Linked DNA regions of Sus scrofa: all the other regions are linked to region 2. The links are chromatin contacts, called in public Hi-C and HiChIP or PLAC-seq maps. All regions are on one chromosome and are shown on one strand. Each heading gives the region's core, a stretch centred on a gene start, on an enhancer-like site or on the middle of the called end of the contact. The rest is flanking DNA. Distances are from core to core; before and after follow the strand shown.

Evidence for each region. A called contact is a pair of places that touch in the nucleus more often than the background predicts. HiChIP or PLAC-seq counts read pairs in DNA pulled down with a chosen protein or histone mark.
Region 1: a Hi-C map of liver shows a contact between it and region 2, with 2.2 times the contacts expected there. The contact joins two enhancer-like sites. A contact is called at or near these places in 2 of 47 Hi-C or Micro-C datasets (liver and skeletal muscle) and 1 of 2 datasets of contacts at active chromatin or transcription factors (skeletal muscle).
Region 3: a contact with region 2 is called in an H3K27ac HiChIP or PLAC-seq map of skeletal muscle, with 4 times the contacts expected there. The contact joins two enhancer-like sites. A contact is called at or near these places in 2 of 47 Hi-C or Micro-C datasets (embryonic fibroblasts and skeletal muscle) and 1 of 2 datasets of contacts at active chromatin or transcription factors (skeletal muscle).
Region 4: a contact with region 2 is called in an H3K27ac HiChIP or PLAC-seq map of skeletal muscle, with 3 times the contacts expected there. The contact joins two enhancer-like sites. A contact is called at or near these places in 1 of 47 Hi-C or Micro-C datasets (skeletal muscle) and 1 of 2 datasets of contacts at active chromatin or transcription factors (skeletal muscle).

The regions. Positions count from the first base shown.
Region 1 is chr9:125,752,264-125,759,531 of Sscrofa11.1, forward strand. All of the region lies in intron 3 of C9H1orf21, which reads left to right. Among named protein-coding and RNA genes, the nearest start is that of C9H1orf21, 140 kb to the left of the region's middle. Within about 2 kb of position 5,753, at least 6 of the 83 cell types and tissues checked have an H3K27ac peak or open chromatin away from gene starts, as enhancers often do. A contact at or near this core is called in liver, where this site is marked.
Region 2 is chr9:125,908,667-125,915,801 of Sscrofa11.1, forward strand. EDEM3 (ER degradation-enhancing alpha-mannosidase-like protein 3) reads right to left here. Exons shown (of 20, transcript XM_021102628.1): 20 at 195-4,070. The coding sequence ends at 3,661. Among named protein-coding and RNA genes, the nearest start is that of EDEM3, 71 kb to the right of the region's middle. Within about 2 kb of position 1,600, at least 12 of the 83 cell types and tissues checked have an H3K27ac peak or open chromatin away from gene starts, as enhancers often do. A contact at or near this core is called in liver and skeletal muscle, where this site is marked.
Region 3 is chr9:125,706,248-125,713,309 of Sscrofa11.1, forward strand. All of the region lies in intron 2 of C9H1orf21, which reads left to right. Among named protein-coding and RNA genes, the nearest start is that of C9H1orf21, 97 kb to the left of the region's middle. Within about 2 kb of position 4,029, at least 5 of the 83 cell types and tissues checked have an H3K27ac peak or open chromatin away from gene starts, as enhancers often do. A contact at or near this core is called in skeletal muscle, where this site is marked.
Region 4 is chr9:125,687,936-125,694,732 of Sscrofa11.1, forward strand. All of the region lies in intron 1 of C9H1orf21, which reads left to right. Among named protein-coding and RNA genes, the nearest start is that of C9H1orf21, 78 kb to the left of the region's middle. Within about 2 kb of position 3,751, at least 9 of the 83 cell types and tissues checked have an H3K27ac peak or open chromatin away from gene starts, as enhancers often do. A contact at or near this core is called in skeletal muscle, where this site is marked.

The sequences.
Region 1 (7,268 bases), core at 4,503-7,002, 150 kb before region 2:
GTTTATATGGGAGTTCCCATTGTGGCTCATCAGTGACAAACCTGACTAGTATCCATGAGGTTGCCGGTTCCATCCCTGGCCTCGCTCAGTGGGTTAAGGATCTGGCATTGCCTTAAGCTGTGGTGTAGTTGCAGACGTGCCTTGGATCCTGCATTTCTGTGGCTGTGAGGTAGGCCAGCAACTGCAGCTCCCATTCAACCCCTAGCCTAGGAACTGAACTTCCATATGCCGCAGGTGTGGCCCTAAAAAAGCAAAACAAAAACAAAATGTGTTTATAACTTTGAACATAATGTCCACAAGAATGAGATCCTGTCTGTCATCAAGACCTAATACTAATGCTATAATACTGATATTTAATGAATAAATTATTTTTCTTATGTTTCCTTTTTCCTGAATCTGATGTTTCCTTTCATTGGACCCTAGAGGGGAAACGGCAGGACCAAAGAATTTGTTAATTCTATTCTTACACATCAATATAAGACCATAAAACTGGATGTCTTCATGAGGCATTCCTAAGTAATGGCCCCCTTGGACCTTATTCAGCTAAGTTGGCCCATTATTATGCTGCATTTGAATTTGACCCAAGATTTTGACCCACAAGAACATTGCCTAAGATGGGACGAATCATGACATTTGGGGAATTAGGACATTAGGTGAAATTAATCCCAGATTAAAATATTCTTCTAGAGTCAGTCATCCACCCATCTGTCTGTACATTCTTCCGTTCATTTAGGATACAGAACTAGGATACCAGTATTTTTTTTTTCATTTTTTAAAGTTTTATTCAAGAATAGTTGATTTACAGTATTCTGATAATTCCTGCTGTACAACAAAGTGATTCATTTATATGCGTTACACACATCCATTCTTTCTCAGATTCTTCTCTCATATAGGTTATCACAGAATATTGGGTAGAGTTCCTATATGGTACAGCAGCTCCTATTGGCCGGTGAGTCTGTATCCCACAATGAGCATAGTTTTGAATCATTTTAAAATATTCATCAGTTATTCCAACAGTGGTGAATTGGGTAGTATTGTTTCGCTAGCTGCTGGGAGATTTTGGTCACTCAGTAGGTTTCAAATTCCTGAAGAAGAACCCGCCTACTCAGTGTTGTGTGTGGACTGGGCGCATCAGAGCTTAGTGATTCCTGCTTTTACCTCAGATAACTGAGCTCAGATGAAACTCTTTGAACTGGATAGCATTGGTCTTACTCACCTTGTTGTAGAAAATATTCTCAAAAGTTAACTTCTTAGGTTGTCTATCAGTTTGGGGAGTGCACTGAGATTGCCTACTAGCAATGACAATACTTTGAGTGGGAGCATTGGTGATGTTTTTCACTCCTTAAATAGTTAAAGAATCTTCTGCATCTGTGTTTCTGTAATAGAGTGGTGTTTTGCTTTGTTTTTAGGCAAAGATAAATGTGTCTGCAAGGATGAACAGGAAAAAAGCAGCTCTTATTTTAAACTTAACATTAGCTATTAAAATCTCCGTTTTATTTTTATATAAATTTTGATTATAATATTTTCGTACCATTGGTTTCCATGGAAAATTAACTTCCAGTTGTAACATCTTAATTTGATATGAAATTATTAGAAAATTTGTACAATGTACTCTTCCTAATATATATCAGTGTGATTGGATAATAAGCTTCTAGTTTTGTCTCTTCATTTTAATTTTATCCCTTTGTTTTATGACACATTTCTTTTCCATCATTTGGTTTTTTGTGTGTGTGTGTTTAACCAAGAAATCATATTGACATTAAAAACGATTGGCTTAGGGTTCTGATTGTGTAAACAGAAGCCATATCATTGTTGTGACATACACAGGAATTTTGTGATCAGGTCATGAAATGCATCTAAAGAATCTACAAGAGAAGTTAGCTTGTGTTGACTGACCAAAATATCTGGGGGCAGGGTATCTCTGGGTAGCAGGGTTAAGGAAGATTCTTCTTCTTTTTTTAAATTCCTTTTTGCTTTGAAATGTGTTCCTCCTTAAGGATTTACAACAGAAAAGCAGCATTCACGTGGCCTCAAACTTTAGTTGCCTTTTTTTTTTCCCCTTAAAATGCACATCTCTATGAGAGGAGGGAAACGGAAGGACCATTTTCTCAATTTCTATCTCACTTGAGAACCAATGGAAACTTCATTCTGCTGTAGATGGTCTGGTAAATGAATGAATGCAGCCCCATAACTTTTCAGGGCTTTATAAACTAGAAGGGGAAAAACAAACACCATGCGGACAAAGTGCTTCGTATTTGGGGGAGTTCTTTAAAAGATACAGTGAATGTCCTGGTGTGAACTTACTCCCATTATTTAGCAGAATGGCAGTTATTTAAAATTTTTATTACTGGAGTTCATGACAGAAAACTCGTGTTAGTCAAATATCCCAGGGAATGGAGTATGGCAGCCAGGCTCCATAATTCCTTTATTCTTGCCTTTTTATTGAAAGTTTTTTGAAATACATTTTATTTGCCCTGTCTTTGCTACTAAGTGCAAGATTTTCAGTATTGGTAAATGTTTCTGCCACGACTTGCTGTCTTGCCTGACCTTAAGTTCGTTGTTAAAAACACTAAAAAATGAACAATATACCCAGAAGCTGAAGAGGTTCGGCTGAATCTGTGCTAGCCTTCTGACATCTCCTAGAAGAGAGTTTATTTTTTGTCAAAACATTATTTTCTCTTATTCTAAACCTACAAGTATTTTGAAGCATCCTTCTGTTTCCCACACTTGATTTTTTTTTCCTTTAGGCTCATTAATGCATTAAGTCTCCAGCCCAGGTGGACTTTGGCAGGTAACACAAACATAAATCAGGTTATCAGCATTCTGAAACTGTTCAGGGACTAAATCACATTGGATCACTGCTTTCAAAAATGAGAATTGTTTGACAGCCTTATGATAAACTGACTCCAAATACATCTCATCATTTTGCTGAGAACCCAGTTCAAGAATTTTTATATAGGTACATTTTTGTAGTCTTTCAGTTCTTTAAAGGAATAACCCTCAACAAGAGCATTTGTTTAGCCACTATGTCAGGTATGTGTGATAAAATTTTAATATAGCCCCCAACATATCTACTCCCAGTTGCTGAAAAGAAGTCGTTGCTTCACCGTAGAAGAAAGCCAACACAACCACTGTAGTTATTATCTTTCATTGTTGCATGACAAAGCATTGCAACATATAGAGCTGTCCAATGGCAAGTTATTATTGTCTTAAGGTTCTGCGGATCAGCTGAGTTTAGGTGGACAGTTCCTGCTTAGGGTCTGTCACGTCTCACATTTCGTTGTTGCCTGGGGTTGCCGTCATTCTAAGGCTCCCTGGGCTGAATGCTCAAGATTCAAGACGGCTCCGTCACAGGGCCATTTCGATGCTGAATTGAGTTGGCTGTGAGCTCAGCTGGGCCCATCCCCAAGTGTCTGCATGTGACTTTTCCACATGGCTTGGGCTTCTCACAACGTGGTGGCCTGAGGTTAGTCACGCTTCTCACCTGACAGCTGGCTTCCTAGAGGCAGCGGCACTTCTTCCAATTCTGTTTGTCAGAGCCGTCAGAGAGCCTCACAGATTCAAGGGAGTGGATAAGAAGGCTCTCCCTTTTGATAGATCCGAGGCCACATTGCAGAGGAGCAGGGAATGAGAGATACTGAGCAGCCGTCTTTGGGAACTACAAGTGACTACAACCACCAACCTGTTCACATATTACCGGTGGGGAGGGACCACTTTATGTGAAAAGCCTTGTGGGAAATCCCACTGACTTCAGAAACACCTCATGCACATGTCCTGAGCAAAACCTAAGTACCAAAAGGTTAAATGTATCTTATTATACTGTTCATAAGACTTCTCAGATACAGGATAACATCTGTAATGAGCCTAAGAAAAACAGGCTTTGGCACCGACCTAGCCAAGCTTAGGATGACCTTACTTAAACTGCACAAACCTTGGTCTCTCGTCTATAAAGTAGGAGTAATGATTTCTCCTTTCCCAAGTTGATTTGGGTACTAGGTGATTTTTAAAAAAAAAACACCCCGTATACTGCAGTACATAATAAATATTTAAGGAAAGATAGCTGTTTTCCTTTTATCTCTGTTTTCTGATCTGTTTCATATGCCCTCAAAACCAGCTACTAGAGAGTTCCGGGCACTTCAGTGCTTACCAACTTAGGTTTGACTATTTTGTTGAACATCATCCAGAGAATATTTAATGGCATTTTCTAATTAACTTCCATTTCAGTTCTTTGGACTTATATTTTTACTTTCTCCTAAAAAGGTTTTTGATACGGTGATTGATGGCGAATCATTGTGTTTATAGTGGAAGATCTCCGTTTTAGTCTTAATGTCAAACTTTCAAGGTCATATTAGCTCATGTTATTGGAATTTAAGAAAGAACAAATAAAATGAGTTTATAATACTAGTGAAAATGGGTGTTTAACCAGAATGTGTCATCACTCATGATGAGGAAAAACTATCTCAAAGCGGCTCTCTTGTCTCAAGAGCTTGCTAATTAGCTAACTGTTCGCGTATCTCAGTAACCCTAGTAGCTCGCATACTTTAAAGTAGCTCGGAACATGTAACACCCCACATCTTCTTTTTCTTTGAAGGCATCTTCAACTGAAAGCTTTCTAAGAAAAGTTCCTCAGCACTGATCTTAGGATTAGGAGGGAACATGTCCACGAAATGAATCTTTTGTGTCTCTGTGTGTTTTACAGAAAGTGTAAGTGGGAAACAGTTTTACTTTCTCAAAAGGTTCTGTTCTGTTTTTAGAGAAAAAAATAAGTCCTTTGTGGGGTTAGCGCTCACAGTGGTTTCCCAGTCACCGGAGAGAGTACAGAAAGTCGACATAGATGGACAAATAGTTCCTCCTTTTTAGTTGTTCATTTAACTTTTACACAAAATTCTAGGAATGCCATGAAATGAAAGGGGTTTTGTTCCTTAAGTCCGGCCCTGGGATGGTAGAGCATGCCACAAGGTGGAATAGCTTGCCAACCATGTAAGGAAAGAAAATGGCTCAGCCCCATTGGTTTAACCAGTCACTCAGTGAATACTCCTTAATTGGTTACATGCCAGTTTGTTTCCTCGGCTTTGGAGATTATGAGGAGTGCCCTTATTCCTACCCTCGGGGCGCTTATTGTCTAGAGGTAGAAGGTAAGCCAGGGAGCAGGCTAACAGGCCTAACAAGTAAACACATGGTACTATGCACACTTAACCCAAACCACTATATCCGGAAAGTCTTCTTGGTGGAGGGGTCCCTTTTATGTTCTCATTTAGCTAAACTCCCTCCCACATCAAAGCTCTGTGAAAAAGAGTACAAAGAAATACGGGCTCTTGATTTTCCATCCTTTGTACATGGCAAATGATGCTTTGATGGTGCAAGAGATGCTTGGGAACATCCTCTGTGCTGGAAGTGTGTGTTGTTCAGCAGGAGGCTGTGCAGTCCTTATCACCTTCTGTGAATCGTGCTGAGGGCCAGGAATAGAATCTGTACAAAACTGTGTGAAACATGGCCTTTGCCTTGGCGAAACTCACAATGTGTAAGAAACAAGCTGGTAAAGAAATGTAGAAACAACACAGTACCTGGGGACTTGTAAGCCCAAATTACAGGTTACTGATTAAAAGAGCAGCAAATAGGGGAACGATTAATTATGCCTCTGGAGGTATGGGAAGTGGAGCCTTGAGCAGTAAATACGAGTTGGGAGGAAGACCAGGTGAGGAACCGTAGGAGCAGAGGCCAAGGGTTGGAACTGATCTTGGTGTCAGTTCCAACCTCTCGCGGATCTGGAGTGAGGCAGGTGTGCCAAGGTTCAGGGTCTAAAGGACTGTGTGCACCATGCTGCCCAAACAGGACAAACTGGCATGTAGTGATGAAGCACCTGGCTCTGGACTCTGACAGACCCAGGTTCAAAGCTTGGCTCTTTCCCTCACGGGCGGGTTACATAACCTCTCTGTGCCTGAATATCCTGAGCACACACTACCTACCTAAGGTATTTGTAAGGGCTACAGAAGATAAACTCAGGGAAAGCACGTAGCACAATGAATGCCAATCAGCTGACCCTCAGTAAACCTCAGCAGTTGCTTTTACTGCTAGATTTGATCCCACGGACGTGGGAAAGCTATGGAAAGTTAGTCAACCTGCTGACGTCACTGCAGATAACCGAACCTCTTCCTGCTCCATCTTAACGTGTCGTTTGGATGATTAAACAAAGTAATATTTGTAAAGAGCTTGGAACAGTGCCAGGTACCTAGTAAATGCTATGCAGGTATTTTATCACATAATTTAGTTTAATTGAATCTGCTAAGGGATAGAAGTATGGCTTTCTCACTTCATAGGTGAGTAAGCTAACTTCAAAGAAGTTAAGCTTCTTGACTAAGGTAGTACAGTGGATAGTGTAGAACCTGTATTTCATGTCATGTTACAGCAGTTGCATCTTAAAGTTTGATTTAGAAAGATACAAAGGCTGGTCATCCACTTTTTTTTTTTAATTTTGTGAATTCTTGTCAGATGCTTCCATCTTTGCTCAGGTGCAAGTCATGGTTTTACCGAGCGGGAATTATAGCCGGCGTGTAATTTTGCATTCCAGTTTTTTCTTAGCGTCATATCATTTTCTATTTTCCTTTACAGTCATCATGCTAAATTTTAATGGATGTGTAAAAGTACTTCAAATTGATTTTCCTTAGCTTTTATCCTGCTGTTGGGTATTAAGTCTATTTCTTATTTTTCATAGTACCCGATGTTGCTATAAGCATTTCCCCAAATGTAGCCATTTTCTTCTGTGGATTTATTTCCTCCTACAAGTTTCCAGGAGTGGGATCACTGGCTTGATGGTTAGGAAGAGTTGTATTGCTTTTCACCTACATAGCCTAGTGCCCTCCACTAGCAGTGAATGGAGACTGCCAGTTTCAACACTGAGATAAAGGGGCAGAACTAACAGCCTCTCCAGCAACGAGTGTTTTATTTTAAAAGTCTTGCTAACTTAATTAAGAATAAGAAAGATATCCCCAGGCTATTTTATTCTTTTGCATATTTTGATTATTTTTATTTTTTGAAATGGATGGTCACCTAATGTAGTGCCCTCTTTTGTGCCATCTTCTCTCTCTTTTTCAACTAATTATTTTTCAACCTTCCATATATGTCTCTTGTATTTATTTCTGATGGACTAACCCAATTTTCTGCAGCATTGATTTTAATATTTACTCTATGCAGTGATGATCTTATTGCTTCTGTTGTGGAATGAGTGGGTCCTGCTGTTCCTTTTTCTTTGTGAGGATATTTCTCTCTCT
Region 2 (7,135 bases), core at 350-2,849:
CTCTACTCTGAGGGTCCCTGGCACTAGTTCAGGCGTGGAACTGTTCAATGTGTTTCTATACTTGCAGCTGTCCCCAGATTTACTCTCCGGGAGTAAAATGAAAATTAAAGGGAAGACAGAGTGGCAAAAAAATTTTTTAAGATATCAAAGTATAAAGATATGCAGACTGATTTTAAAAATTAAAACTAGACCAGAATATTTACATATTTTATTAAATCTTTACAATCAGTAATTATAATCAAATACACAATTATATACAAGGATTATATACATTTTGCCCAGACTTTTACATCACAGTACATAGTTTCCCTTAGAAATATGGTATACATTTATCACCAAACAATAAAATCCAACAACAGTAGTGTTACAGCACCTGTTAGTACAGACATCTTTTTCATAAATTACATCATAAGAAAATATACGGCTGTAAATTGGGCTTTTAAAAATGTCTTTTATAAAATCTGAACATACAATATTTCATTCACAGAATGTTTTTTTTTTTCTATGTTCTGACTGAAGCCTTGTGCATAAAACGACCGGTTGGAATATTTATTAAATGCCCCCCCCCCAATTATAAGCACTATTTGAATTACTTATGCTGAGCTTTCTTTATGATGAATTTGGCATGGGGTTTGGTGAGGGAACAAATGCTGGTTTTCCTATAAAAAGGGCTGTGGTGGTAATTAGAAAAAAATATCTTGACAGAGTAATTAGAGAAGTCAAATCAGAGAGTGCACAATTTTTCATTTTAATTCCTAATACTGTGGGGGAAAAAGGGAAAGTATAACGTAAAAAAAATTTTTGTTCTGAACAACAATGGTATTCTTGTTGGAAGCCTATTAAAAGTTAAAAAAGAAAAAGAACCTACCCAACAAAAGCTCTCATTCCAAACGTATCTGGTACATTACAGTTCTTTCACACCTAAACTTTATGGAGAAAGCACTGCAAATTAGGGTATGTCATTTCAATGGACTTTCCAAAGCAGAAAAAAACTATTTCTATTAGGTAAACAGGTTACGTTTTAAAACTTGAAAATACCTGAATTAAATACTTTCTCTAATATCTGATTTTAACTTTCAGATAAAATCCTTACTTGATTCCAGGTTTGTAAACATTGCATAAATCCTTCTTAGTCAAACAGTTTTATGGCTGTGGTGATCACTTCAGCTCTCTCTCTGTACAGGCAACACTTAACTGAGGTAGACCAGATGTTTCTAAAATTCAGGGTCACACAGAATCTCCTGAATCTTTAGGAAGTAAAGAAAATGCTATAAAAGGTATTTAAAAAACAAAACATTAAAAAAAAAAAAAAGCCTAATGGTATTGAAAGTTTTTAATGAACTCAAAAACAGCTTTGTGGCAGTATGTCAATTAAGAATGGAGAGAGTCAAGGACAATGTCGGAATCTGAAACTGAACATGTTACCTTCTTTTCTTAGCTAGGGAAAAATCAAGAATAACTCCTTCTGGGTGTTTTTTTTCTTCTTTTCTTTCTTCCTTCTTTTTTTTAAACGATTCATTTTCGAAACGAGTGAACAATTTGCTTCTAGACCTCAATGGCAACAGCTCCCCCTAACGGCCAAAGGAAGGGAGAGTGGCAGTAGTCTGGCTTTTCCTAGGATGCCACAAGACCTCTGCTGGACACAAAACTATGTTGTTTTGTTAACTTAGATAAGTCAGATTTAGACAACAATGGCTCTGTGCTACAAATACAAAATCAATGTACATAAGGCTCTGTAATCCAAGTTTTAAAGGAACATCTGCTCCTTTTCTCCAAGCCCCAGTCCTATGAATCAAGGCAAGTCAAGTAATTAAGCTTCAGCTATTTTGGTGGCTTTGCAATGAAGATGAACAAAGCAGTCTATCCTTCCATAGACTGTATGTATTATAGTTCTATCTTCTTACACCAAATTTCACATGCAGAGAGACTAAAAATAGCCATTTTGGTGTCAGGTTTAATTAAGGGCCAATAAAGGTCTTGTTTACTACTCTTCCCCCGCCACCCCCCCAATGTGAATTCTCTATTAGATTACTCACTGACCCAATTAAGTTTAGATGGAATTTTTGAAAGTAGCTATTTATCCCCTTGTGACAGAATGTGTTTGTTTACCTGGGATCTAAGACTGTACATGAATATACATAACTACAATACAGCACTGCTGTTCTTTTAACAGCTCCATATACAGTTTAAGTTCATCAGTACCTCAAAAACTGTTTTAAGAAAAGGTTATTATATAATGTCATGGTAAAGAAAAGGGGAATTCTCAAATATTCCTTTAGAAATGATACAGGTAACTTTGAAAATAAAATGAGTAAAGCCATGATTTCAATTACAGGGCTATCTACAGATATCAACAACAAACTTTTTAAAACTTATATGTGGCCAGCACCAGACTGCCACACACACACACACACACACACAACACACGTACACACGCTGGAGGGCCGGACTCTCATTAAACTATATGGCTGTATGTTAGTTGCTACTGTGTAAGTTTTTTACACAGATTACCAAAGACTAATTTTCAAGTCCATATCAGATGGAATACTAGTTTTTTTAAAAAAAGCAAACTTAAAAAACCATGATTCAACAGAAAATGTGACAGACTCCTTAGGTGCAACTTTAGAAATCATAGTTTCAAAGGAGGAAAATAGTAGTTACCCCAGAATTTTTAAATCACTACCACAGTTTTATCATGGCTCCCGAAGATAGAAAAATGGAACAAAATGTATTCAGATATTGGCAACACAGGCCTTGTGGCTCAAAATGCGTACTAAACATGGGATGGAGTAAGGCTGATGGCAAGAGGTAATCACCTCCAAAGAAATGAACTGGAAAAGATTTATAATTCACCCTACTAAGATATAACCTTAAGTTCCGTTTCAGAGTAGTCACAGCTTTCCCTTTGGAAGGCCCAATGGCAAGTGCATATTGCAACATTATGTTTCACCCTTGCTCCATTTTTCAAAAATATTAAGTCCTCAAATTCCACAACACAGTATATGACCTTTTTACCTGGTCCCAAGGATTAGTAACTCACTGAGAAAAGTATACTGGCTTCACCTTTGGTTTAAATGAAAAGGACATTGTTAAAAGGGAAAAGAAATCAAGTCATTTTGATCGTGTTACACAATGAAGCAAGTGAAAATGATAAGCAAAGACCGTTTTCACCGTGAATGCAGTTGCTTCATCACCACATAGGTCACTTTGAGTGTTTTTGTGAAGGCAGCATCATCGGAATGCCCGCAATACTCATCTGTGTTTTCCCCAAAGAGCCTCTAACCCCCAAAGCAAGAAAGCCGAGCTTCCTTTCATTAGAAAGAGACTCAAATTCATATTCCCCACCTCACAGTTAACTGAATCCTGTCTCTCCAGAGACTCCAGCAATCTCCTCCTGGCCTGAGGTACAGCAGGGTGGTGCATGCTGTCACCTGAGGGGGGGCTGTGAGTTTCCATTTGTGATGGGACAGTTTAAACAAGGTCAGTTCTAGCCTAACACGCTCCAGATTCCTATGATAACTCCCTCTCCCAGTCAGAACGTGGTTGCTCATCACCATACTTAAAGCCTCCCATGAGAGAGCCTGCTTAGGACCAGGGTGTCTATGAACCACAGTTTACCTTTTCTTTGGAAATACCTACCACCAGGTAGACTTTAGGGAGTCAGAGCTCATCCTTCTCCATCATTTCAAATGCTTCTATATCTTCATTCCAGTCTGCTAATATGGAGTCTATAGGCTGGACCTTCTTGCCCCAGCTGACATTAGGATTGGAATCCTCCTCAGTGTCTGACTGTTGTTCAAGTTGGTTATCTAAATCTGTACATTCACCATCCAGACGTGTCGGCTCAGGGCTTTCTGTGGGATGAGAATTCTGTTCAGAAGGAGGACCACCTGCAGCACTGTCCCTATCTGCTGGAGATGATGAGTCTGGGTGAGAGTTTGAAGAACCTTCCTCAGGAGACTCTTCATCAACTAAATCAACCTCTTGAGAACCTGATGCCATCTGTTCAGCACTCTGATTCTGAAAGTCATTTTCAGAGGATGGTTGTTCTTCATTTTCCATGTCAGGATCTGAGTAGGAAAGAAACAAACTTCATGTTACTTTTCCCCTCAAAACAGGTACTATCACACGTTCAAAAGCATACTGGTTTTGAGAATAAAGCAGAACAATAAAGATTAAAGAAAATCATGTTAATGCAGAAGGGTGAACAGGAACACTGAAGAGTAAAATATTGCCTTACAATAAAGCAATCCCATTTCTCGGTATATTCATAGACATTGTTATCCCCAGCTGGACTGCAAGATCCAGGTGGGCAGGTCAGGTGCAAAATGTGGCACTTGAAAAGTCCTTTCAAACTGAAAGGAATGACTCTAACAACTGACAAGACTGCCTTCAATGGGCAATGGTAAAGGCCGAGAAATACCTTAAACAGTATTATTAAAATGCATTTAAATTTGCAATATATGTTTAAAATTTATTAAATAGTTAAATTCAGGAAAGTGTGCACGTGAGGACATATTCAATAGAATAAATTCTAAACAGCACATACCATTGCTATATTTGAAGATAATACTCTTTTGAACAGTGAAATACACTCAGCCATGAAAATGCAGACAATACAAAATGCTGAATGATTCATGGATATTAATGTGGTTGATTAGATATTTTCATGAACACAAGAATTGAGATTATTTATAAAACTTCTACTTCATTACTGGAGGTCTATGAATTATATAATCATAAAATCCACTGGAAGGCTGGAGAGCAAGTTAAGCCTCTTGTAATGAATATATAATAAAAGCACTAGAGGCATTTTATTTAGGGCTCCTACAAGAAAGTGCTTAAAATAGCTTCAACATGCACATGCTGCATCTGCCTCAGACTCTGCAGTCAGCAAAGACCTCCCGTGTGTCCACTGTGGCAGGCACTCTGCAAGGTGCTGGGGCAAAATGAGGTAAAACCAAACACCTGACCTGCCCACCTGGATCTTGCAGTCCAGCTGGGGATAACAATGTCTATGAATAATCACACAAGTAAACAGAAAGCTCTGAGATACGCTTTATGGGGAGACTGGAAGATTTCCTTCAGAAAGTGACGCCTGAGCTGAGATTTAAAGATAAGCAGAGAAAATCTGTCAAAGAAGAAAGGGAAGGTAGACTCAGTATAAAGCCACCGAGTGTGACGGGACCACAGGAAGGTACGCAGGTATACCCTGATTAGAAACGGTACCTGAATAGGGAGGGTTAACTTAGTTCTTAGAGTGTGTGCTGGGGGAGAGGGGGCAGGGGGAGGAGTCCCCACATATACGCTCAGCTACCGAAAAGCTACATTTTAATTTGACAATTAGGGAAAGCATGGGGGGCCCTAAGAAGAGAAAGCAGCATCTGGCTGCTGGGAGTTCATTTATGCTGAGCTTATCCTAAACTGGATGGACTGAAAAATGAACAAACAAACCGAAACCTTTAAGTTTCTTTCCAGATTGTATTAATCTAGTGTAGAAGGATAGGAGAGTGCAGGGCTGTTTCATCTACTAATGAAGATTGTGCTTTTGGCAAAAAATCCCTCTTAAGGTTACATGTTATGTAATATTATTTGGAAATCTAGCTAATGAAATGGGATAAGAAAATAAAGTGTAAATACAGGAAAATAAAAGATCAAGTTGTCAGTATTTTCAGATTGTGTTGAATACCTAAACTCAAAGCACCTCAATTTTTAAAAACACTATTAAGATGATAAAAGAATTTGATAAGGAGAGTAAAAATTAAGGTAAATAGTGAAATACCAATAACTCCTCCATAGTAGGAATAACTGGTTAGAAATAAACTAAGTATCCTTTTCATAATAAAAATAAAAGCTACAAGACACAGAACTAAATTTATTAGGAAATTCTATTGTTTAATAGTGTAAAATCTCAATAAAAACATAAGATCTGCTTAAATTTATAGGTAAGTGTATGTTCCTGGATGGAAAATCTTTTTTTTTTCTTTTATGGTCTTTTTGCCTTTTCTAGGGCTGCTCCTGCGGCATATGGAGGTTCCCAGGCTAGGGGTCCAATAGGAGCTGTTGCCGCCAGCCTATGCCAGAGCCACAGCAACGCGGGATCTGAATCTCGTCTGCAACCTACACCACAGCTCACAGCAACGCCGGATCCCCAACCCACTGAGCAAGGCCAGGGATCAAACCCGCAACCTCATGGTTCCTAGTCAGATTCGATAACCATTGCGCCACGACGGGAACTCTAATATTCAACATAGTTTTAAAAGTCCTAGCCACAGTTATCAGAAGAAAAAGAAATAAAAGGAAGCCAAACTGGAAAAGAAGCAGTAAAACTGTCACTGTTTGCAAATGACATGATACTATACATAGAAAATCCTGAAGTTCCCATCGTGGTGCAGCGGAAATGAGTCTGACTAGGAACCATGAGGTTGCGGGTTTGATCCCTGGCCTTGCTCAGTGGGTTAAGGATCTGGCATTGCTGTGAGCTGTGGTGTAGGTTGCAGACGTGGCTTGGATCTGACATTGCTGTGACTGTGGCATAGGCAGGCAGCTACAGCTCTGACTAGACTCCTAGCCTGGAAACCTCCATATGCCATGGTGCGGCCCTAAAATGACAAAGACAAAAAAAAAAAAAAAATCCTAAAGATGCTACCAGAAAACTACTATACCTCATCAATGAATTTGATAGTTTCAGGATATGACATTAATACACAGAAATCTCTTGCATTTCTATATACTAACAATGAAAGATCAGAAAGAGAAACTAAGGAAACAATCCCATTTCCAACTGCATCAAAAAGAATAAAATACCTAAGGGTAAACCTACCTAAGGAGACAAAAGACCTATACTCTGAAAACTATAAGAAGGTAATGAAAGAAATTGAAGAGGACACAAACAGATGGAAAGATACACCATGTTCTTGGACTGGAAGAATCAATATTGTCAAAATAGTTATACTACCCAAGGCAGTGTACAGATTCAATGCAATCCCTATCAAATCACCAATGGCATTTTTCACAGAATTAAACAAATTTTAAAATTTGTAAGGAAATACTAAAGACTCCAAATAGCCAAAGCAATCCTGAGAAAGAAAAACTGGAGCTGGAGTAATTAGCCTCCCTGACTTGACTACTCTAC
Region 3 (7,062 bases), core at 2,779-5,278, 200 kb before region 2:
TGACCAACAGGCTCAAGTTATCAGGAACTAGTTAAGCAAGTTCCAAGGAAAGCCAAGCGCTTGTTGGATTTCTTTCAACAAGTCATTCACTTAAACTATTAAAGTAGGTGCACAGAACAGATTCAGGCCTTATTAGGGAAATGAACATGTCAAACCCTGAGATCATTCTCTCTTCTGCAGCCCACCCCCAACAGGGAAAACTCTCGAGTTATATTGACTTTCCTATTTGCGTGAAGGTCGCCATCATTCTTCCCATAATGTAGTCTTTAATCTTGAAAAGGCTTTAAGCTTGAGGCCTTTGTCTCTTCCAGTTCCCAGATCTGTGAGTCTCATTCTCCCCCACCATCACCATTGTTCATTGTTTAGGTAGTTACAGCCCATAACCCAGGCTAGCGCAGGGTCCTCTGAACGGATGCTCCATTAGCCCTGCTGTTGTGTATTTGCAACTCTGCTTTTGGTGCGCTTTTAACTCTCCTTTTTTTTTTTTTTTTTTTCTTTTTTCACCATTGTCAGACTGTTGCAGTTTTGTTTTGTTTTTAAAGTACTCCTCTGTCTGTGTTAATGCCCCTGCTCCAGAACTTTCTGTTGCACCCCGTTCTTACTAAAATCTTAAATCAGTGGTGAATAAGAGCTACCTGGGGAGATAGCTCTTATTCACCCCGGCAGCCTTGTTTCATACCCTGACCCTCACGTTCCCTGTTCTTCGGCCGGATGGGACAGCTCATCTGTGACCTCTTTGCACATCTCTGTCCTCCTGGTCAGGTATATCATGGTCTCTGCTTGGCGTGGACCCTTTCTCCTTCTTTCTTCATCTCTTTAAATCCTGCGCTTTTTCCAAACTTGGAGTGAAGCTTTTCTAATACCTTCAGAAAGTACCTCTTTCCTGTCATCCCAGAATGTTTTTACATCCTTACATATTTGGAGTTTTTGCTCATGTGCGTCCTGTCTCTTATGAGCTGGTCAGTCCCCCCCACCGAAGGTGGGGACTGTGTGATCTTGAGAGGACACAGGTCCTTGAGAGGACACAGGTTCCGGAATGCCAGGAGCTGGAGACAGAGAGATTGTGTAGGAACTAGGCTGGACCCTGACTATGCCAGCTACTTGATGAGGTAGCCTTGGTTAAGAACCAAAGGAGCCTGATATTTATAAATATTCCCTTAAGTGGAAGTACTTAGATTACCGTAGTAAGTTCTTCTGAGGTGGTGGTATAGGATTTACCGTGAAAGAATAGCAGTAAAGCAAGAATTTGGCTGCTTTCCTTCACTTGGGCTCTATATTACCCTGTGGCTTCAGTGTTGATCTGATCCTTAGCTTCATAAATTGAGAATACATTGCAGAGGTGTGTGTATGTGTGTGCGTGAGAGAGAGAGACAGAGATGGTTTTATGCTAACTATATACATATTGTCGGGACCAACTTCATGGGTTATGGTGAAGATTAGATGAGAAAATACATAAGCTTTATTTAAAAATTCAAAGCATTTGGAAGCAAAGTAATAATTCACTGTTTCTTCCTGTAACAATTTCTGGTTGTAGAAAATGAAGATTAATTAAAGAATAATTCATCGGTGTTTGTGTTTGTGAGACAGTAAGAGAGGGAATAATGTTTAAACCTGTGCTGTCCAGTACAGCAGTCCTTGGCCACATGTGACTGTTAAGCATGTGAACTAAGGCTAGTCCTAACTGAGGTATGCTGTAAATGTGAATTACACAGGAGATTTTCAGGACTTAGTATGAAAAAGAAAAAAAAGAGTATGAAATAGCTCACTAGTTTTCTATTGATTGCATGTTGAAATGATAATATTTTGGATATATTGTGTTAAATTATATATGTATTTTTCCTACACCACAGCCACAGCAATGCAGGATCCAAGCCCCATCTGTGACCTATACCACAGCTCACGGCAACGCCAGATCCTTAACCCAGTGAGCGACACCAGGGATCGAACCCATGTCCTCTTGGATACTAGTCGGGTTCATTACCGCTGAGCCACAACAGGAACTCCCTCACTCATCTTGACTTACATTTTTTTCAGCTCTTATAACTGTGATCCAAGTCTGTCATACACTCATCAAACACCTCTGCCCTTAAGGTCCTCCTTCACCAACTCACCGAAGGAAAAAAAAAATATGGAGAGGGATGATGTCCTCTCTGACTTTTGGGCAACAGCTTCAGAAGTCAATAGACGCTTCCACAGGTCAGCAGGAAAGCTGCAGGAGAAGGCAGCTAACAATTCCCAATTCCCACGGAGAGGTGAACAGGTTAGAGTTGCTCTTTCTGGTCCTGTGGGCTGGCTCCCAATCTCTGCCTCTCTGGCTGTCCCCTGTCCCCCGCCCAAGGGTACCTTCTCACCTCGAGAGCCAAGCAGACGCGGAGGGCCACTGCCTCAGCCTAACCCTTTTCTCTTTGATTCAATAATAAACAAACTCCAAAACTGAAACTTGCAAGGGAAAGAAACTGTAAACACCAACATTACCTTTTAGTGACTTCAGCCACCATCCAAGAGAAGCAGAGCCTGAGTTACGTAAGTACTTTAAGTATCCCCAGCAGCCACATTAAGTAGAAAAGGCACTGGTGAAATTCATTTTAATAACATATTTTGGAGTTCCCATGGTGGCTCCAGCAGTAAAGAACCCGACTAGTATCCATGAAGATGTGGGTTCGATCCCTGGACTTGCTTGGGGGTTAATGATTCGGTGTTGCTCTGAGCTGGAGTGTAGGTCACAGACATGGCTCGGATTCCAAGTGGCTGTGGCTGTGGCTGACGGCTGCAGCTCTGATTTGACCCCTATCCCTGGTATTTTCATATGCTGCAAGTGCATCCCTAAAGAGACCAAAAAAAAAAAAAGAAGAGTGAGGAACCTGGCCCTGGGTTTAGTCTGTGAAGATTCCACAATGTCTCAAGCTGAGCCTCAGAAAGGTCTCAGTGGCTTTAAGTGCCCACGGGGCTCATGAAATCATAGAAGCCAGCCCACCCTGGCTCACACTTCCGCATCACACTTCCAAAGTGAAGGTGCTTAGGCCAGGGTCTGACTCAGAGAAGGTCTCAGAAACATGTTGGTTTTATTTTCTGCTTTTATAGTTCCTGCCAGTCTGATAGGTGCTTCTTACTGTGACAGGAGAGAGAGAACAGGCCCAGACCCTGGGCATGTAAGAGAGTCATAGCCATGCCCTCCCACCAGCCAAATCTGTTCCCGCTTCCCCGCTTCCCACATTGTCTTTGACAAGGAGCCTTGAGTTGCCTCGTCTACATCATGGAGATGCCAGTGGCATCCACTGCTCAGCGCTGCGTGGAGGACCAGACGTTAGCAGCGTCAGCAGCAGGGGCCACCTACGGCAAGGTCAGGGGCGAGGAGCAGTCAAGCATTCCTGGTAAATAGGGCTCAGCTGACCCATCCTCTTCACTTTTGCCCCTCATCCTTCTCGAAACAGACCACACTGGAAAGCCACGGGATGCCGCATTTAATCTAGCCAAGGGGGAATCAGTCTGAATTTCTGTTTGGAAAAATTTTCTGTGCCAGAAAGTCACGAAATGCGCTATACTTTGTATGTTTCAAAAAAAAAAAGAGGAAAATCCAAGTGCTATTTTCCTTCCCTTGCCAACGGTATCAGGAGCCTGTTCTTTTAATATTAGAGACAGAGATAAGCGGGAGAGTAGGACCCTTTGTCACTTATTGCTCCAACGCAGCCTGATTGTAAGATGAGGGAGCGTGCAAGTTCTCAGATGCCATTGGCGGGAAGTGCCGGCAGGGCCCTTGGTGGTGTCCTTTGGGTTGTCGGTCTCAAGGGTTTCCCTCCATTGCTCCCTTGACCTTCCAGGTGCCCAGTCTTCTCTGTAGCTGCCTGGAGCCCTTCCTCAGGCAGAAAAAAAGACTGAACTTGGCCCTGGAGCAGGCAGCAGAGATGCTGCTGGGAGCCTCGCCTCCCAGCCTTTGGGTACCGTCCAGCAAAAAGCACAGAGGACTGGAGCTGTGGGCAAGGCTTGGTCTCTACCGAGGGAAGTTCTGAAAAAGTGACTCAGCCAACAAGAGAGAAGGCGGGAGGGTTTCTGTACTCATGGCATTCTCCTCAGGGTTATTTTCTCCTGAGTGATGTCACAGAATTCAGAAATTCAAAACCAGGGCTTCTTCCTGGAATCCTGGCTGATGTGGCCAAAAGGGACTTGTTTTGCCATCAGCACCTGCCTGGTAGCACTTAGCTAGCAACGGCCACCTGGCAGTGCACACCTGACCTTACCTGTCCAGGGTTTGGATCTCTTTTAGGCCCCAGCTGTCTCTGCAGAGCTGCACAGCACCTTCCTTTTGCACCTGGAGCCTTTTAACTGTGCCTGTTTCCTTTGTCCCTGAATTGTTGCTCGGCATCGAAAGCACAGCTATGTGAGTCACACTTTACAGTTTATAAGGCCTTTTCACAAGCCATTATTGCTGTAATCCCCACTTGGTACGAAAGGAAGCTGAAGGTAGGAGTTCACTTAACTAAAGATGTGGGACTGTGGTTAGAACTGAGAATGCAGACTCACGGCAAAGGGTGAGTCCCCTCTCAGGAGAAAGGGATCTGCCTGTCATTAAATCTGAGCCCACTTTTGCTCAAGAGTCTTTGTGAAATAATTGTTAACTGGCCACTTGAACCTCAGCTTTTATATCAGGATGTCCGGAGACTCTGCTGTGGTAATTAGGACCATTTTCACTGTCTTGGTAATGCATCCTCCTGGTAAATGCACAGGCCTGAAGTCTGGCTAATTGGTTTCCAAGCCTGGCTCAGCTACTCACTGACATGTAGTCTTGGCAAATGACTGAGGCTCTCCTTGCCTCAGTTTCCCCATCTGCATAGTGTGGGGAATACTAGCACTTACCTGCCTTGAGAGGACTTAAGTGTCTCAATGTATGGAAAGGCCTTAGACTGGGACTTGCCACATGATGTGCCCTGGGTGAAGCCCATTTAGTGTCCTCATTGTCTGAGCAGCCTCAGTTTCCCTTGACTCTGCTGGGGGAAAAGCACACCCTGTTTACCGCAGGTGTGTCATTCTCCAAACTTTAAGTTTATTGATTGTCCACATAATACGTAGCTCTTTTATTTTGTAGTTTAGAATATTTGCATTGCTGCGACTTTTTCTTTTGTGAGTGTGTGTGTGTGTGTGTGTGCGTCTTTAAATCAAAAAAGTAAAGTATATGTATGGCTTAAGAGTGGTGAATATGGTATTATACCTTATTTCTCTTAAAGTGTGGTATAATAAATAATCCCGCCATAGAAGTTAGCGCATATATTTTTATTTATCAAACATAAGTCTGTGTGTGTGTGTGTTGTGTTTGTGTATGTGGTGTGGTCCAGCCTTTTCCTCCTCTTGGGTTTCTCCGGTACAGGGAGGATATTTATAGAAGGAAGGACATTTCTTTGTGAAGCACTAAGGAGAAGCTCAGGCAACAGACAGATTATAATAGGATAAATACAATAAATACAAAATAGGATAAATACAACTGAAATAAAAAGATGCACAAATGAGATACTAGTTCAATTCATGATTTTTTTCTTTATTTATATTCAATTCTATATTCTTCTTTAAAATATGAATTAGGAATTCCCATTGTGGCTCAGCAGGTTAAGAAGGTGACTAGTATCCATGAGAATGCAGGGTCAATCCCTGGCCTCACTCAACGGGTTAAGGATCTGGCATTGTTATGGCTGTGGCTCTGGTGCAGGCCCGAACCCCTAGGCTGGGAACTTCCATATGCCGCAGATACAGCCCTAAAAAACAAAAATTAAAAAATCAGAATTAAATTAAATATGAATCATTTTATGGAACTTTATAAACTTCTTATATTCATAAATATAACATTAAAAATTGAATATCCCAGCTCATCACTTCATAATAGAGTTTGTCAGATGAATCTGAAGATTGAACTGGAAAATACGGAACCAGAAAAGTACTGTAAAAAATACGGGTTAGTGTTTCATAATCATAGGTTGCAAAATGTCTTCTTCATAATGCCACTAAACCCAAAGCCGTAAAAGAAAAAGTTGACTGCATAAAAAATTTTAAATCTGCGTGGCAACACACAAACCACCATGAACTATGCCAAATATCAAAGTGAGTGAGAACAAATTTGCAACAAAAACAGTGTTACAATAACTACTATAAAAAGACTTAAAGTCTGTAAAGAAAGGACTAACACTGCAGTTGAAAAATGGAGACGTTTGTGACCAGGTAGCTGAAAAGAAAAAAAATACAAAAGGCCAGTAAACATACAGAAAGATTTTCAACTTTTTAGTAATGAAATAAACCACACTCAAGTAACAAACAAAATATTTTTCACAACTCAAGTTGACTGGAACGGGCATCTATCTCATGCTGTAACTGGGTATGTCAAACCAGGATGATTTGGGGGGGGGGAACCAAATGGTAATATATACTACATAAAATTTAAGTGGGCACGACCTTTGCCCCAGCAGCCCCACTTCTAGGAATTTATCCTAAGATGACTGGAAAAGCGTGCGAACAGGATACTCAGGGGTCTTTCTCATTGATGAGCCATATATCAGATATGGCCATTAAAGATTAAGGTACTCTATTGAGATGGAAAGAGATCTACAGCATGTTGGTAAAGGGTTTTACACAATTATTTTATTTATAAATTTTCTTTGTTTAAAAAGTATAAAATTTGGCGTTCCTGTCATGGTGCAGTGGAAACCAATCTGACTAGGAACCATGAGATTGCGGGTTCGATCCCTGGCCTCGCTCAATGAGTTAAGGATCCGGCGTTGCCGTGAGCTGTGGTGTAGGTCACAGACACAGCTCGGATCCCACGTTGCTGTGGCTGTGGTGTAGGTCAGTGGCTACACCTCTGATTAGACCCCTAGCCTGGGAACCTCCATATGCCATGGGTGCAGCCCTAAAAAACAAAAAGGCAAAATAAAATAAGAAGTATAAAATTTTGTGCACATACATAAAAGAAATGCTTGGAAGGCTGTTCACCAAAACATTGACAAAGGCAAGCTCTCTGTTGTGGAGTTTCAAGTGATTCTTAATTTCTTTTTGTGTGCTTTTCTGTATGATGTAAATCTTTTA
Region 4 (6,797 bases), core at 2,501-5,000, 220 kb before region 2:
TTCCTAGGGATGAAATGGCAGGGGTGTAGTAGAGATGACATGGGGGTGACATCCTCCCAGACACAGGAATACTAAGCAGCTTGCCAGATGTGCCTAGTCATATCCAGGACCACAACCACCTCAGCCTGGGACCCCACTAGAGGTCCCACAGACAGAACAGCTGGACAAAGGCCTTGTCAGAATAGAACATGATCTTGGCGTTCCCTGGTGGCTCAGTGGGTTAAAGATCCAGTGTTGTCACTGGTGTGGCTCGGGTCTCTGCTGTGGTGCAGGTTCATTCGATCCCTTGCCCAGGAACGTCCACATACCAAGAAAAACGACAACAAAACACGGTCAGATCCTAAATGTAACCCATTTCTGCTGTATCTTACACCAGTAGAGGTCTTTATCATTAAGCCATGCGTTTAGTTCTCTATTCTCACAAAGACCTGAGACCTTCATGTGCCAGACTGAAACTAAAGGTGGATGTGGGAGAGCGTTACCTCCGAGAGGTGCTGGCTGGTGCATCTGATGTTGAAACGTGGTCTCCCGTCAGTGGCTCCAGTTGGGTGGCTCTTGCCTGCACTGTCTGGTCCTCTCGAGCTGTGGCTCTGGTCTCTTTCTCTAAGTACACTTTGCTGGACAAGCGGGAAGGAACGCCATGTTCGCTAATTATGCTGCTTTGGATGGTGGAACACTGGTAACATGTACAAGGTCATCATAGCTTAGGACCTGTTACCCTAGGTGTTTCTTCATAGCGTTTTAGTGGCTGAAGATGAGCATCCAGGCTAGGGAGGAGCTTCTTGCCCTTCCTTTATGTTTTTGTGTTTCAAACCCCACTAGACCTCACCAAAATGATGGTCGGTGAAGGGAAGACTCCCCAGTGCAGAGGCATGAGCCAGCTCGTTGGGAACAGGAGGAAGGTGGACATGAGGGAGGAGTGGCCATTCCTCACCTGACAGCTTTGTCCTCCTGGGTATGTTCTCGCAGCCTCTTACCTTTTGTTCTCCTTAAGTAGATGGTTGAACAGAGCGTGTTTTTTTTGGCTGAGCTCTGCAAAGTCAATAAAGTTCCCAAAGTCTTATGCATTGGTTGAGAGCAGCATGAGAACTGAGGTGCTTTCTTGTTTTTAAGACTCAGTAGGTGAAGCGGGCATTGATTTGTGCTACCTGAAAATGCTATTTCTAATTTCAATTTGTGCAGCCTTCTGAGGATATCATCCATCCTTAAATAGTTCTTTGTCATGGAAAGCTTAGCAAAGATTTCAGTTTCAGCCAAAACAGAAACTGACGCTTGATTTTTCAGAGGTCAGTTGAGTCTAGGAAGCACGGTTCAACATCTCTGGATTCTAATTGACAGGAAATGCACATCAGGGTCCCGCTGACTTGTCCATTTCGGAATCTCTGGTCCCTAGTGAAATGTTGAGAACTAAACAAGTTTCCCAAAAATGATTGTTGAAATAAATAAATAGCACATTTTTTTCTGGGGGCGGATTAGGGCCAACCACACAAGTGCCAAAAGCTTTCAAAATGTCATTTTACTAGTATGAGATTACACATAGCTTCCTTCCTGTCCTTTTAGGGAGTATATACTGAACATAATTTTAAATTGTCTATGATGGCTCAGAAGAGCCTTTTCAACTATAACTGTTGGTGAGCAAAGAAAGGCTGGTGACCCGGGACCTGGCTGGTGACCCGGGACCTGGAGAAGGAGAGTCCCTTCCTTAACAGCCCTCCCCACATCTCTTTGTGAAAAGAGGGTTCTAAGAGAATTCATTGGCTCAACACCTATTGCAAACCTACTCTGTGCCTGACCTGTGCCCAAGGGAATATAGAGACGAATAATCAGGACATGGTTGGTTGTGACCTCGGAAATCTGCCTGGTGAGGGAGACAGATACGTAAATGTGTAACAGCAGGAGGATGAGAGCCACACCGTCACTGAGGCTGTGACAGAGCTTAGGAGAGCTCACTGACCTTTGACGTGTCTGCCCACAGCAGCCTCTGCCTCCAGAGCCCTGGGGTGGGGTGTCCCCACGGAGCTGGCCCGGCCCCCGCAGCGCTGCGGAAACGCCATTGCAGCCCCCAGCTCTCTGTGCACGAGCTGCAGTGGGAGCTCCAGTTTCTCCTGCTATTTCAGCTGATGCCTCTTGCTTTCTGTCTGCGTTCTATCTGCCTGCTTGTTTTTGGTTTAGTTCCTAAGAACCTCTAAGCTGACACAGTTTACCTCTCACCTGTCTGTCTGCCTCTTCTTTCTAGTCTTTTTTCACCTCCGCCACTTGCTTTGTAAAGTTTCTCACCATCCCGCTCAGTCAGGATGATGGTGATGATGACAATAGCTGTCATGTCCTGATAGTTTACAGATCGCGAGGTGCTGTGCTAAGCATTTTCCCTGTATTGTCTCATCTGCTCCGCTCAGAATTCATGCAGTCTGATCCCATCTGGTAAATGAGAGCGCAAGGCCCTGTGTAGTAAATAACAATGACCAAAGCCACGCAACTCCTTTCCTTTACAAAAATCACAAAACACTGGATGTAGTCTTTGTATCTCTAGAATTTTTATTGTGTGTGTGTGTATGAGAGAAAAAAGAGACTAAGTCCTTTACCAACAAAGGTTTTATGTTTTGCTTTCTCTGTGTTTTCAGGGCACTGCCAGCAATTGAGCTGTTCTGGATAGCACTCGAAGGTTCTAGCAGGCAGAATTTCAGATAGCCAAGGCTTTCCCTTAGGGATGCTCATTTCAGTAAACCACCCTCTGCCCATCAGGAAAGTGATGGGTTTACTCAGTCACTGGATCACGGCTGACTTCTCCTCAGACCTGGGATCCTGTGGCCTGAGGCAGAGCCCTGGGAGAGAGAGATCTTAGGCTGGAGCTTGCAGCAGCCTCTGATGGATGAGTTTATTTATTTTAGTAGGGAGGGGGTTAAAGGGGGAAGGAGTCTGTTGTGGAAAGAGAGGGATGTGCTTTTAGATATAGAGAGAAATGCTTTTTAAGATTGTAGCCTTCAGATCTTATTAGTGTTACTACATTACTTTGTTACAAGTTTTTATAATTCTGAGGGCAGGAAACATACGCATACTCACATGTTACCACCACAATCCACCAGCAGGCTCTTTGGTTTTTAAACGATTCTCCCATTTGTGCCTGATGGTTAGTTTAGGTAATTCGTGTCTTTTATGTCTGTTGTTCCTACTTCTTTTTTTCTACCGTTGTGACTAGTTTAAGACTGAGCTGCAAGCCATTTCCACATTAAGTTTAGAGATTGAATTGAATCAGAAATGTGAAACACTCTTTCCTTGTGGAAGAGTTGAGACTTTGTAATTCAGTGATGAAAACATCCCCTGTGCTTTTCCAGGGTGTGTGTCAGACAAAGCTCCATGGCCTTTCATCTCTTGTCCTCAGCATCAGGCAGGTAACATTCAGCTTTCCAGGGGATTAATCCAGCTGCAGTTCTGTTGTAGTTGATGGTGTTAAAGAGGATCAACAGCTCCAAACGGACGCGCCACGTCTTGCTGTCCTTGTCCCCAAGTGAGCGTCTCTAACCAAGGGTTTGCTAAGAGTAGCACACGATGCTGGATGTCTCTCCGTGTCTTGTTGCAGAAAATAAAACTGAGATAAGCACTCATTGAACTAGCTTGAAATATCCTAGGACGTTGAAGCACATCTCTGAGACTTCCTTTCCCGGCGGGGTGTCATTGGAATTCTACTCGTGTATTTATGATCTGTCAGTCCCGTCCGAATGCGAGCCCTTCAAGGGCGGGGATTCCGTCTGTGCTTCACAATACGTTTCAACACACAGATGGCCAGGATATCCTTCACTGACCATTGAGGAAGGATTGTGAACTTATCTGCTTAGATTAGAATCAAATTGCGCTTTTGTTTGTTCGTTTTTTTTAGTAATACATCCTTATTCTACTTACACAGTCTAGTCATTTCTTGACTTTTCTTTTTTCCTTTCCATCTATCTTCTGTCGTTGTTTTCCCGGGCCACATAGGGGAGCCTACTGGGCAAACTGATTTCACCCAATGCTCCTGGAAAGTCATGCCAGGCCACCGGCATAGCAGAGTGTGCACAGAAGACTATTCTCGTGCACTTATAAGTACTTGGCAAAGCATTTCATAATCTACCTAGGTTTTTAAAACCAAAAAAAGGGAAAACAGCTGTTACTATTAGGGTACTGATAATTCCAAGGAAATCAGGTGGATCTGTCACAAGTGACACGGTGAACTGGCAGGCCAGCTGTCAGAAGATGCCAATCATGGGTGTCCTGGTACAGAAAGTTCCCCACTGACACAAGATTGGCAACTTCCTTCATATGCCCTTGGTATTCTGAGTCTTGAGAGTGGAAAGAGGAGAAGAGAACTCAAAGTCCAGGAATGTCTGCCACTGGCTTTGATCGTGAAGGAGCAATTCTAGAAAGGGCGAAGTTCTTCTGCATGGATTCACCCTGGTGTGGGTGGGCGGCTTTAATCAGGATCTGATACTTTCCTCTCTTGCCTTCCAGAAAGAATGTCAGCCTTGCATGAACTTGTGTGAACACATACAGGTGATAAAGGAAGAGAGTTTTCAGCTACAGGGTAAAGGCACTAAACTCTTAAATCCTGAAGAACAGTTATTCCACAGACTTTTTCAATTCAGCCCTCTCTGTAAGAAACATTAAAAACATTTATTTTAGTCTGTTAAAGGCAGAATAGAGAAGAGGACATAAGAGAGCTAAGCTTTGTTCATTTTTTCACTTGATACACGATTGAAATCAACACCCTTGGGCCAAAACATAATAGGTAATAATCTTTAGACCTCATAGGGCTTCCTGAAATATTTTGGAAAAAAGATTTGCAGGTATATCTTAATTCGGTAAATGTTGAAACAAAGTATATAAATAAATTGAGTCTAGGTGAGAAATGGCCTTTTTTTTTGCTTTTTAGGGCCACACCCACAGCATATGGAAGTTCCCACGTGAGGGGTCACATCAGAGCTGTAGCCACTAGCCCACATCGCAGCCACAGCAATGTGGGATCCAAGCTGGGTCTGTGACCTACACCACAACTCACAGCAACGCTGGATCCCTGACCCACTGAGTGAGGCCAGGGATCGAACCCACATCTTCATGCTTACTAGTCAGATTCGTTTCTGCTGCGCCATGACGGGAAATCCCAGAAGTGGCCTTGTTATAAGTGGTAATTTCATCCTTAGCATCACTTGAACATATGTTCAGGTAGATCATAGAGTCAAAGGGAGAGGCTCGGAGAGATGAAGCCCAGCTTTGGCACTGAGGCAGGCGAGTGACCCCTGAGACCGGAGCTCAGCATCCTCACAGCCCCTCCGGTGCTCTTTCCACTGCTCTCCTTGCCCCCCATCGCCACACCTCACTGCGGAAATCCAGCAGAAATTGTATCTTCCTGTATGGGACTTAGTGTTATGTTTCTGAGCGATACCTCTGTACAGTGATTGTTTGTGGAAGTGAAACTTTTCCCATCAAGAAAGCAGAAGCAAATATGCCTGTTTCTTTGCTGTTAATAGCATATTGTCAGTTGTCACGGCACCAAGTGAGTGTGGGTCCAGGAATGAGGATCTTGAGTTGCCAGCAGTTGCTGGGTGATAGGAAGCCTGGGCTTTTCCAGAGTATCCTCATGTCACATGTGACATCTCTTTGTGTGTTATCTTTAACATGCACAATGAAATGTGAAATGGTGTTAACAGGAGCCCAAGGACACCAAAGCGGCAAGATGAGAAATCACTTTTCGGCTGTCTTTCTTCTCCCCCCAGTGGGCTGCTGTATTAACACTCATTATAGCGAAGCAGAACAGATGGGCAAACAGACTGATTAGTTATTTATATATATATTTTTTTTCTTTGTGAAGCTTAGATGTTGGCTCTGTCTTCAATAAAAGAAAGGAGTTTTTAGATGTTGCCTTGTCTTGATTTTCCCTTTTTAATTAAAGGAGGAAAGGGGACACTTTGCTCCTGATCTATTAATAATGTGTATTATCCCTTTCTTAACTGCTGACTTCATAGCTCTCTGTGTACCCATTGCAGTTAGAATTTGATTTTTCTCCAGTCCTCTGAGCTGCATGTGGTGTCTTCATGTTCTTTCTGGCTTAGGATTTCGTTATGGAGTTTATCAGTTTTAATTCATTTTTTTAAAAGTGTCTTTCTTGACAAGGGAACTGTCTACAGTATTTTTGGCTTTTCCATCCAAAATGAAAAAGTCCATGACTAATTGGTGGAAAGGGAAATTATTCATAATATTATGTAAATAGAAATATTTCGCATAACTTTTTTCAAAAAGGTCAAATACCTCTGATTTTTCTTAAAACAGATTTTGCATATTTCCCCTTCTCAATATAATTTTAGTGTATTTAAAAATTTTTTATTCACTTTTTTTTTTCTTTTTATGGCCATCCCCTTGGCTTATTGGAGTCCCCAGACTAGGGGTTGAATTGGAGCTGCAGCTACCAGCCTATGCCACAGGCATGGTAACACCAGATCCAGATGCATCTGCAAGCTACACTGCAGCTTGCAGTAACACCATATCCTTAACACATTGAGTGAGGCCAGGGGTCAAACATGCATGTTTATGGAAACTGCATCTGGTCCTTAACCCACTGAGCCACAGTGGGAACTCCTTATTTATTTTTATACAGCCACACTTGCAGCACATGGAAGTTTCCAGGTCAGGGATTGAATCTGTGTCCCAGCTATGACCTACACTGTGGCTGCAGCAATGCTGGATCATTTAATGCTGGATTCCCTGTACCTGATCTGGGGATTGAACCTATGCCTCTACAACAAGCTGAGAAGCTGCAGTCAGATTCTTTT